Regions from separate parts of the Mus musculus genome. Here region 1 is linked to region 2. The links are chromatin contacts, called in public Hi-C maps. All regions are on one chromosome and are shown on one strand. The core of a region is the stretch at or near the end of the contact, and the rest is flanking DNA. Distances in the headings are between cores, read along the strand shown.

Region 1 (5,682 bases), core at 957-3,456, 470 kb before region 2:
AGTAATGCAAAAGTTTCACTTTAGTAGTTCTGGTATCTTGTTAATCACAACTGATTCCTCAGCCCCAGCTAACCAGAACCAGAGAATCTTCCCAATTAAAATAGCAATGGCCCTGAAAAGAGTCTTTAATCTTCCCTCTGAAATTTCACAAGCCAGACCTCTCCATCTTCTGCACTGTTCTCAACATTATCTTCCAAGCTCCTACACAACATCTGACAGAGCTCTTAACAACGAATGGATCTTCAAGCCCAAAGTTCCAAAGTCCTTCCACAGTCCTCCCCAAGACAAGGTCAGGTTGTCACAGGAATACCCCACTATGCTGGTACCAATTTGTCTTAGTCAGGGTTTCTATTCCTGCACAAACATCATGACAAAGAAGCACTTGGGGAGGAAAGGGTTTATTCAGCTTACACTTCCACATTGCTGTTCATCACCAAAGGAAGTCAGGACTGGAACTCAAACAGGTCATGAAGCAGGAGCTGATGCAGAGGCCATGGAGGGATGTTCTTTACTGGCTTGCTTCCCCTGGATTGCTCAGCCTGCTCTCTTATAGAACCAAGACTATAAGCCCAGAGATGGTACCACCCACAAGGGGACCTCCCCACTTGATCACTAATTGAGAAAAAGCCTTGCAGTTGGATCTCATAGAGGCATTTCCTCAACTGAAGCTCCTTTCTTTGTGATAACTCCAGCCTGTGTCAAGTTGACACACAAAACTAGCCAGTACACAGTCAGTGCTCTTAACCACTGAGCCATCATCTCTCTCTAGCCCCTAGATAACTTCTTTTTAAAAACTGAAAAAAGATTGTGTGAGGGGGTGAGAGAGAGGGGAAGGGGAGGAGGAGGGAGAAAGAGAGAGAGAGAGAGATGCAGATGTCTTTGGAAGCCTGAAAAAGCTGTCAGATCTCCTGGTGCTGGAGTTATATATGGTTATGGGCCACTCCGTGCAGTTTCTGGGAACCCTTCTTCTTTGAGCAGAAAGTGCCCTAAACCACTGGGCTGTCTCTCAAGCCCCTCACTCTCTTACTATGGGAACTTGAGGTCCTCTTTTGCAGTTGTTGCCTTTTCAGTATCTCTGAGAGTCCACGGGAGTTGGCACCCACCCACCTACCCCCACACATCTCTTTCCTATTGGTGACCCCCTGGCAGGGCTTTTGGATTGTCTCCTTCCTCACGGACCATAGCCCACGCTCTCTGCTGCTCTATCTAGGGTGGGCAGGATGCCACTACTTGGGGAAATGCTGAGGGCAAGGGAGCAACAAGGCCAGGAGAGGGAACTAAAGGAGGAGAGGGGGCACGGGGAGTGGAACTGCTGAGCGTGGGCTCAGTCCCAGAGCCAAAAGCCTGCGCTGCAAATTGCTTTTTCCTTCATGTCTGTCCCAGGGAAAGGCCCAATTAAAATAACACCTATTGAAAACGGAAGCAGAATTGCAACAGGCTGCCTATTAGGCCTGTCTCCACAGGCAACGAGGGGTAGCTGTGAGCTTGAGGAACCCTCCCTGTGTGAGCACAGATCGCCCCCGAGCTTTGGGAAGACTCCAGAAAGGGGCTGCCCCAGCACCTGACCCGAGAAGAGCCCGGACCCTGACGCTTTGAGGGTACCCTGTGCAGGGGCCGGATACTTTCCAGGGCTGAGTCCTGAGGCTTGATGAGACCGAAAGCATCCGGTTCTAAGTCTAAGAACAGGATCAGTGTAGTTGAAAGGAAACTTCTCAGGGAAAGACAACGTGTCAGGGGCCACCCAGCCCGCTAGGGGTGACAGCTGGAGGCAGAGAGAAGGTTACATATTTGGCATTCACGGCTTCTGCCACTTTATTCTACTGCCTTGAACATCCCATCCTAGCCTTGGCCTGGGACCCTGGTCCTAGCCACAGTTCCTACACACTGGCCCTGTGCCATATTTCTGCTCAACACAGCTAGGTAAGGGAAGTAGGGGCTATGCCAAAAAGATTTTTTTTTTTCTGGTTTCAAAGCATCTCTCCAGACCCCTCAGGAACTGGTCTAAGTTCTTCCTCACATAGCCAGACTGCGGTGTCCCTAGGAGGCAGGCAGAGATGGGATGGACACAGTGTCTAAGCTGGCCAGAACAGTGGGTTCTGGAGGTGCCTGCTGGCCGCCCACAGGGAAGCTTAGTAGTGGGTGGTATTCTCTCCACTGGGCCATGTCTCAGCTACCCAGGGTTGGTTTCCATGACAACAACAAGCTCCTTACCCATCCTGTTCATCCTTAAAAGATTCCCACCCCAGCTGTCTGAGCCTGGGCTCCTCGCCCAGCTGCCTGCCGTACCAGCAGCCCACAGCTCCAGAGCCCAGGTTTAGCAGTGAACTGTCAAGCCTCCAGAGAGAGTCTCCTGGGAGGTGCCTGGTAACTGGCCAGTCTTAGAAAAACGTCCACATGATTGCTTCTTAATTGGATTAGGAACTCGCTCCCAGGGGTTCTCTGCCCTCCACGTTGCAGCCAGGTTCCTCCAGTCTTTTGGCTCTCAGCATTAAGATCTTCCCCGTCCCCTGCTCAGTGTCCCCAGCTGTAAGAGTGCTGCTAATGGGGACTTCTGCAAAGCCAGTTACATACCCAATGGGAAAAGAAATGCTCTGATACCTTCAGAGATGAGACACAGCCCCAGCCTGGAGCTGTTCAGGGGCGCCACCCCTCTCTTGAGCCTCAGGTAACCCCTATTCCTGGCCTCTGCACATTGTTTCTGCTTCTCTGCCCTCCCTCTCTACACAGAAGCTCCTTCACAACCCAGCTCCAAATCCCCTCCCACCAGAAGTCTTCCTGTCTCAATAATTTCCCCCTCTGTCTTCTCACAGTGCCTATATTTAGTCCCTGTAACATGACTTGCCTTATGGTATATTGTGCCAGGGAGGGGGGGTGGGAGATCCCTGGAGCTATTTATTTTTCTGAAGTTATTTTTTTTTTAGTATGTTTTCTTTCTCTGCTGAAAAATTCTTCTAGTGAGCATATGTTGTTTACCTGCCCGGCACACAAATCCTGATCCCCTTTTCTTTCTTATGGAAATCCCATCCCACTGGCCAGCTAGAATCGCTGCCTCCTCCTCCAATGATAAGAATCTGGCCAAGCAATTGACTGGTCATAAATATTGATTTAAAGATGACCACATGACTGGGTAGAGCCAAACAGGATTTCCTCTGGTATTTCTGTGGACACAGCCAGCTCTCTGACAACTATCAATTCCCCCTGTGGTACTTACCTAACAGAAACAGAGATGCTTGCAGGTAGGAATTGTCATGCCCCTTAGTTCTGGGCAGTAAGACATGGACAGAAGTTGCTGGGGAAGACGATTAGGAACAGACTCAATTGGCGTGGCCTCCACCCCAATCTTAACGGATGCCTCTCAGGTCCCTGACACCTCAGCCTGAGTGGTTTCATTGCAGTCAGGTAAGAGGCTGCCTGACGGTGAAGCTCGCCAAGGCCAGCGCTGGAGCCAGAGTGAGGAGAGAGAGTGTGCACGACATCACTAACACCCGTACATCCAGCCATGCTAGAAGCTTGGGCTGTCCCAGTGTGGAGAGATGGCATTTCCTGTCCCTGCCTCAGCCGGCCTGCACTGGGTTTCTCTCTCTCTCTCTCTCTCTCAGTGAAAGAGGCTTGAATGGAAACCTCCACAAGACCCAAATCCTGTGCAGTAAGACTCAAATCTGTACAATAAAATGCTAAGTGCAGGGATGAAAGGCCGTAAATCGTTCTTTGAGTGGCCAGATTCATAATAAAAGTCAGGTGAGAGTTTGAAAAGACGTTTACATGCAGACTAGGCCAACTAAAGGACAGACTTGTTAGTTATCTGAGTAGGTCTCAGGCCACGGACATCTCCGAAACAGTGCATGAGCCAGCCTTATCTTTACCGAACCCTTCCTTCAGCATTCATACCTCCAGGGAACCTGCACCATCATTCCTGACCCCGCCATCCTGTCTTAGTGATTACTTTGCTCTGATTTTTCTCCTGGGTCGCTGTACCTGGCCCAGGACCTACCCACCCTAGGCAGGTGCTCTTCCACTGAGCTACACCCCCAGGGATGGCTTACTCCTTTTCAAAGCTCAAGCCAGCTGTGCCTCCATGAACCAATTGAGCACTGTGTGTGTCTTCTCCCCAAGTCCCACCCCACCAGTGAGTGGAGACCCCTCTAGATTGGAGCATTTTGGGTGTCTTTGACTTCAGACTAGGGGGCCCCCGGTGTGTAGGGTGGCCCTATTAGACTGGGGTTCAGACGCTGCTTCTACTCGTATCAGAATAGACCCTCAATCTGTCTCTGTCTCAATGGCAAGATAAGAAAATATGGAGTCTGAACTACAAGTCTGCAGCGGGGAGGAAAAGAGAAAGAGTGAGCGATTAGCATAAAGGACCATTTTCTCCTTCAGAGGAAGATGGTCAACAGCCCATAAGGATTATTTGTAAGTCAGAATTCATGATCCAATGATAATAACAGATTATTCAAACTCAGGCCCTGTCCCCTCACAGGCAGCAATATGTGCAAAAATTCCCTCCCTACATATGGCCAGGATTCCCTTTAAAAATTACTTTTTTTTTTTTTTTTTTTTTTTTTACATTTTCAGAGAGAGAGAGGGCGAGGGAAAGAGGAAGGGAGGAAGGGAGGGAGGGAGGGAGGGACAGACAGACAGACAGACAGACAGACATGTGGGTCCCAGAGACTGAACTCAGGCCATCAGCCTTGGTAGCTGGGACCTTTGCCTACTGAGCCATCTTTCCAGCCCCCAGGATTCTGCTTATAGGACTTTCCTCTGTCTCTTGTTTTTGATCGTTGTGTGACCATGGATCCCTTCACTGGGAAGCTTGTCAGACCCCTGTAGACATATGAGAAGAGGCCCTTGTGTGTTTGTGGCCTATGGCTTCTGTTGGATGGAAATGCCCTATACAGTTCCTACGCCACTGGAAGAAAGGTCCACTTTGTTTCTGGCCCCTGTCCTTTTTCAAAAGACTGAAATCTTTTCAACAGCAGCGATACAGTGAGTCTTCCAGAAGGCGAGGAGTTTTCACAGAGCCGAGGAAAGCCCTGTAGGAAGGAAGGATAGCCCACACGAAGGCAGCAGTCTGAGGAGGGTCAGAGTGCCCATCAGGCGTAAGTGAACCACCAAGAGCAACAAGCAAAGGGGATAAGGACCGAGCCCCAGAGGGTGTAGGGGCGAGGAGGGAACTGTTTGACTACGTTGGAAACTGTACTTAGTAGAATAATCAATGGGAAGGTGGGCCAGACCTTGGACAGGAGAGAGACATGGTAAAAATAGCGCTAATGATCCAGACATCTGCATGTGGGCAGAAGAACATGAAGGGAGACAGCCGAGCTGCTCATCCAGACAGCGCAACCCACGGAAACCGGAGACATTGGGGTTCAGTTTTTACACAGGCTTTGTGACCAGTAGGCTGGGTGTGTGTGTGTGTGTGTGTATTTGTGTGTGTGTGTGTGTGTGTGTGTGTGTTTGTGTGTGTGTGTGTGTGTTTGTGTGTGTCTGTGTGTGTGTCTGATCCTCTAGGAGCCAACTGAACAGGGACTTCAGCTGCCTAGAACTCTTCCTATGTCAGTAACCAATCAAGAAACTTAGAGGAGATAAAAGTCAGGGAGCAGCAGTCCAGAGGTGTTGGACCAGGTTAATCATCAGGAGAATGAGGGAGAATCATGGAGCGCTTTCAGCCTCCACATTTTCCAG
Region 2 (5,704 bases), core at 1,555-4,054:
GGTAGGAGTCCGGGACACCAGAAGCCTAAGTCCTGTCATACAACACTGGCAGATAGACAGCTATGAATCCTTTGGCTTGGGTGCCCGTGCTGGACAGAAGCAGGAAGAGAGTCAGGAGGTCTCAATCGGGGTTTAGACTCAAAGTACAGTCTCAGTTTTCTTGGTCTCAAACTGAGACAATGCTCCCTGACCAGGTCATGACCTGCTGGGACAGGTTTGGTGGGTTCTGTCCCACTTCTGGGGTTCTTACTATGCTCTTGCCTAGCCTAGTGAGGGGACTGGGCCACACCCCAGCCAGCACAGGTACTCACGTCTCGATGGCCTGGCAGATTCTGTCTGCTCCTAGGTTGCCCTTGCGCAGGGTGATAGCCAAATTCTTGGCCCGGTTGGCTTCAATGAGTATTGTCTTAGTGGGGGCCTTCTGGGAGGCCTTCCCCTTCAGAGCGCTGATATCCAGGCAGGGACCTTGGGATTTGGTCTTAAAGTGTTCCTCAAAGTCATTCATGTCTAGCTCCTAAGGGCGGCGCAAGGAGAGAAAGGCAGGCTGAGTGCAGCCGAGTCTGCCTACCCTCCTGGGATGTTAATCTAGCCATCCCAAACACCGGGCAGAAAACCAGTGAGCTAGCCTTGACAGGAGATACAGGAGAGACACAGAAAGATGGGACAGAGAGGATGATGACACAGAAGACCCAGATTCCTGGCTATTAAAGCTGACGGAAGCGCTGAACAGTCAGCAAAGCCGTAAGCAGAGACTTATTCCAGGCAGAGAAAATAGTTCCAGCAGCGGCCCACAGGACAGGGAACCCATTCCAAAGGGAAACCGGAAGCAGAAGCCCAGGGGGCCTTGGCTGTCTTGTGGGAAATGGGCAGAAAGGAGAGGGTCCCACTTGCGGGGCAGAGGAAAGCCTGCAGGGGTCAGGATACTGCCTTCTCCTGTCAAGGCTTGGAGTCTAGCTAACTTAGATGGTTTGTCTGTCCAATGGTCGTCTGTGTCTTAAAGCCCACACATACCCTGGGTTTCCTCGTCCTCATCTATAAACCAAGTGAAGTGAAGTCGGTGGCCAGCGTGACCCTGGTACCCACTCACCTGGAGCACCTTCTCGTCATTGAGCTCCGTGAAGACAGTGCCTGTGATCTGGCTGGGTTTCAGCGCCACCCAGTTAAGCAGTGGCATCCGGAACTTGGTCTGGATGGGTTTCTTGGCTTTCACCCCTGGGAGCAAGAAAGAGTGACGAGCAGTGCAGAGACCCTGGAGGGGACTAACCCAACCAGGCCTAACAAGACAGGCAGGAGGCAATAGAGACTCTTCAGTGGAGAGGGTCCTGAAGGACGACACTGAGCGGGAGGGGCCCTGTTCTGCTTCCCCGCCAGCCCTAGAGGACTGAGATTATCCACTCTACTTACCTGGGCCGATATCTGGGCCTTGTCCTCCAAGGATATCAGGGGGCCCTCCCGGAGGCGGTGGCGGTGGCGGTGGCACTGGTCCATCAGTACCAAGTGGGGGTGGCGGAGGTGGGGGAGGCAGGTCTCCAGGCAACGGTGGTGCAGGTGGCGGCTCTGCGCAGCCTGGGAGGGGCGGGGCCAGCGGGGGTGCGGAGGGAGGGGCTTCCTGCTGGGACTGGAGGTTAGGTAGTGGAGGTGGTGGTGGAGGTGGCGGAGGCGGTGGTGATGCTGCTTCGGGAATTGACTCTGCTGAAGGTGGGAGGTGCCCGTTACTTCTTGCCTGGGTGGGTGGGTCCTTGCCACCTCCCTCTTCTATGCGTCCAGAACCCATTTTACTGACCCACCTGCGTGTACCTGTGCCACGCCTACAATCTAACCTCCTTATCTTTCACAGCTAGGTCTATCCCCAGGATACCCTTCCCTGCCCGGGTCTCTCTTCCCTCCCCACCCCCACCCCCACCAATCCCGCTTCCCGGCATGAAGCTCCTGCACACCTGTGCTAGGGGAATCAGTGGACACCCTCGGAGCTTGTGCGTCGTCACCGCTTGGTGTCGCCGCAGCGCCTGGAAGGATCTCGATGGAAACGACGTCCCCCGGCCCCCGCAGGATGCGGATTAACCCCTTTTCCTCAAGCTCCTCCACCTTCAGTTCTAGAGCCGAGGGTCGCACCACGGTAGGGACAGGCACTTTCTCAGGTTCAGGGATTCGTCTGGAAGTGCCCATGGGGGTCGACTCGCTGAAGCGCTCCTGTGAGCCCCAGGAAAAGGATTAGTGCCCACTTGAAAGCTCTCTGGTAGACCGCAACCCCGCCCCAACCCTTTTCTGGGATGGACCGGGATGTCCAGCGGAGAAGACTCCTTGGGAAGCCTGACCTGTCGCACACCCCCATCGTGGCCCAGCCCACACCAAAGCTTACCCTCAGGGTCTCCAATTCCTTGCGAGCCTGGCTTAGCTGCTTCTCCAGTTCAGCGATCTTGGCCATGGAGTCGTTCTCTGTGTCCCGAAGCCGCTCTGTCAGCTGTGGTACCAGCACATGGTGAGCTACCACCCGCGGCCAGGCACTGGCACCGCCGGTGAGGGGGCGGCATCAGGCAGGCCTGCCTGGAGGGCTGGGGGAGGCTCCCACATCCGCTTGGCCTAGCGTGCCAAGGGTGGGCCGAGCCTGGCACCTGAACCCATATAAATTAGGAGGGAAAACCAAGGCACTAGTGCGAAGAGAGGTGGTAGAGGAGAGGGTTGTGCTGAGAGGCACCACAAGACCCAATTCACTCGATTCGAGATTTAGACTCTTCTCAGGGAGAAGGTGCCTGCCTTGCGCACAAGTCCCACACAGCGTGGGCGCTCCCTAAAGACTCATTGAGAAAGATACCAAAAGGATGCTGGATTCAGATTGAGGGCGAACTCAGGCAGACTGCCGCTCCCAGGCCACACCCAGAACTCTGCCTTCCATTCAGTACTTGCTACACACACAAGAGGAGCCCACCCTAGAGCAGCCTTCCTGTGGGCCTACTGTGTGATAGGCAGGCTCTCACCGTTGCCACCTGCTCCTGCAGTTCCTCCATGTGCTCCAACACTGCATTCTTCGTCTCTGTCTCCTCCAACAATGTCCCCACATCAAAAACGTTGTCCAGATACGCCTGGATCTGCACCTGCAGCTTGTCACTCTCAGTGAGCCGGAGCCTCTGTCCCCAGACAGCAGGAGTAGGGTGAGGTCTGAGGTGGTGGCGGGGAGGTCTATCCAACCACCACCACTACCCGGAGGAAGGTACTAGGACTCTAGTTTGATTTTTATCTTGACTGGTATAATTCATGAACCACACAATTCACTATTTTAAGGTTACTTCTTTCTCAGAAGCTCGGTACCCAAGAAGGAAACCCTAGACCAGTTAGGTTCCTTTCCCATTATCTCCCCCCAGCTCCTGGCTGCTATGAATCTTACTTCCTCCTGCTATGGGTTTAGTCATTCTGGCCATTCCTTTCTGTATTCTTTTTCCTTTTCTTTTCTCCTTTCCCCTCTCCCTTCCTCTTCCCCTCCCATTCCCTCGTGTGTGTGTGTGTGTGTGTGTGTGTGTGTGTGTGTGTGTGTGTGCACATGGGCACACACACGTGTTTCCAGTCAAGGTCTCACTATGCACCTCTGAGTGTACTGAAACTTACTCTGTAGACCAAGCTGGCCTCAAACTCACAGATATCCACCTGCCTCTGCCTCCATGGTGCTGAGTGAGATTAAAGATGTTTACCACCACCACCTGGCAACATTTCTTATTTTTAAAGGTCATATAATAGTCAGCTTTTATATTATACATATGTGTGTGTCCCTGTATGAGTTTATGAACACCACATGAGTTCAGGTGTCCTCAGAGGCCATCTGATCCCCTGGAACTTGAGTTACAGGAGATTGTAAGCCACCAGATGTGGGTGCTGGGAACAGCAGAGGGTCCAGGGACCTGGGTCCTCTCCAGGAGTAATAAGTGCTCTTAATTGCTACATAATCTTTCCAGCCCTACACTTGGCCTCTTGCATCTAGCTTCTCTCTCAAGGGTCAGACATGTTGAAGCCAATGCCTGACTGCACATGCTTGATCCAAATGTATCACATTCTATTGCACGGCTGTACCAGCCTTGCCCCCTCTAACTGTTAGCCAGTCCTAGCTTGGTTGGGGAAATCCAACCCCAAAGGCCTCACCCCTCTAGAAAGTCTCCTAGAGGAACCAGACCAGAAGCTGTGATTTCTCTTCTCACGAGTTCCTCTGTTCCCTCTTCCCAAGGCCCAGACCTCCAGCCTGAGCCAGCTCCCCCCTCTGTCCAGTATCTCTGAGTTCCCCATCACCGGCTGAGATCGGAGCATCCGACGGGACTGATGCTCCTGTGTCAAGACCCAGAACCACCTGAGCCTGTTCCAGGACTTCGGTGACAGATGTTATAGTATCCGTCATGTACCAGGGGCTCCTCTACACATCTGGAGTCATTGTCACCTCTGTGATTGACAGGCAGACAGACTCAGAAGGATGAACAGATGCATACAAGGCTGCGCAGCTACCAAGTGACAGAGGTGGGATTCCGTTTATTTGAGGGGTTTTTATCATTTGGGCGGGGAGGGGGGACAGTGAACCCCAGACTAAACTTGAACATGAGCTCCTCCTGCCTTAGCCTCGCAAGTGACATGACTGCCGGTATGTGTCACCAAGCCCAGCTTTCAGAGCCGATGCTCGAACTCAAGACCTGCTAACTACATACTAAATACCCCACAGTGAGTAGGCTGTTCAGTCAGGGATGGGGTACAAGGCTCACCTCCAAGTACAGGTCCAGACCCAGGTGAGTGAACTCATATTGCAGGAAGACACGGAAGTTCATATTCTCCACAGAGTGCACCACAATGTTGATGAATTGCATGCAAGCCACCTAGGGGGCAGGGGCACAAGCAACTCTCTGGACTTCTAGGTCAGGGTGCTGATATCTGCCCTTCCCATTTGTCTCCAAGCATCCCTCCCTCCCTTTCTCCAGTTTGCATTCCACTAACTCAGTCTTGTAACATCCAGATCCCCTTGGACCAGTCCCCTCTCCCCTGACATCCACCCTTTCCCACTGACAATCAGTCGGCTGTCATTTTGCTGAGCCAAGCAACCCAGAGTCCCACTCTGCTCCCAGCATGCAGTAGGGCCCAGCTGATCCTCAGCCCCCAGGGCTCCAAGCTCACCATGAAGTCAATGTTGCTGTCTTCGTGCCGGAAATACTCCATTAGCTTTTCAAATCGGTGCTGCTCCCCGCAAACCTGGAGAGGGAGAATGGCGGACACTGAAAAATAGGTCACACACTTCCTGTGCCATCTTCCCGCTGCCGCCCTTGTGCCCCTACAGGTTCCTCTCCAATTGAATCCAAATCTGGCCGTGTCACTCTTCTACCTCCAACACCACTCTAAATCTCACATACCCTACTCTGGCTGCACTAGCATTTGGGTGAATTCACACTGTTGGCAGCACAGAGAACCACCCCACCCAATCCTCCCACTTCTTCGTAGTGCCAGGGCAAGTTTCACCTTCTCAGTGAGGCCTTCTCTACAACCAGTTTCCTCCTCTGTGGCAACCCTTTCCCCATAACATTTAGCTTTGTTTGTTTGTTTTTCTTTTTCAAGACAAGAGTTTCTCCGTGTAGCCCTGGCGGTCCTGAAACACACTCTGTAGATCAGACTGACCTAAAACTCACAGAGATCCTCCTGCCTCTGCCTCCCCAGTGCTGGGACTAATGCTGTGCACCACCATTGC

The links. A called contact is a pair of places that touch in the nucleus more often than the background predicts.
Region 1: a Hi-C map of cerebral cortex shows a contact between it and region 2, with 2.3 times the contacts expected there. The contact joins two enhancer-like sites. A contact is called at or near these places in 1 of 484 Hi-C or Micro-C datasets (cerebral cortex), 2 of 115 datasets of contacts at active chromatin or transcription factors (forebrain and neural progenitor cells) and 1 of 9 other capture datasets (embryonic stem cells).

The regions. Positions count from the first base shown.
Region 1 is chr11:103,662,950-103,668,631 of GRCm38.p6, reverse strand. No RefSeq gene overlaps it. Among named protein-coding and RNA genes, the nearest start is that of Rprml, 16 kb to the right of the region's middle. Within about 2 kb of position 2,206, at least 53 of the 459 cell types and tissues checked have an H3K27ac peak or open chromatin away from gene starts, as enhancers often do. A contact at or near this core is called in cerebral cortex and forebrain, where this site is marked.
Region 2 is chr11:103,189,436-103,195,139 of GRCm38.p6, reverse strand. Fmnl1 (formin-like 1) reads right to left here. Exons shown (of 26, transcript NM_001077698.1): 10 at 5,140-5,214; 11 at 4,734-4,844; 12 at 2,976-3,125; 13 at 2,360-2,461; 14 at 1,938-2,190; 15 at 1,405-1,692; 16 at 1,088-1,212; 17 at 312-514. Among named protein-coding and RNA genes, the nearest start is that of Efcab15, 16 kb to the left of the region's middle. Within about 2 kb of position 2,804, at least 45 of the 459 cell types and tissues checked have an H3K27ac peak or open chromatin away from gene starts, as enhancers often do. A contact at or near this core is called in cerebral cortex and forebrain, where this site is marked.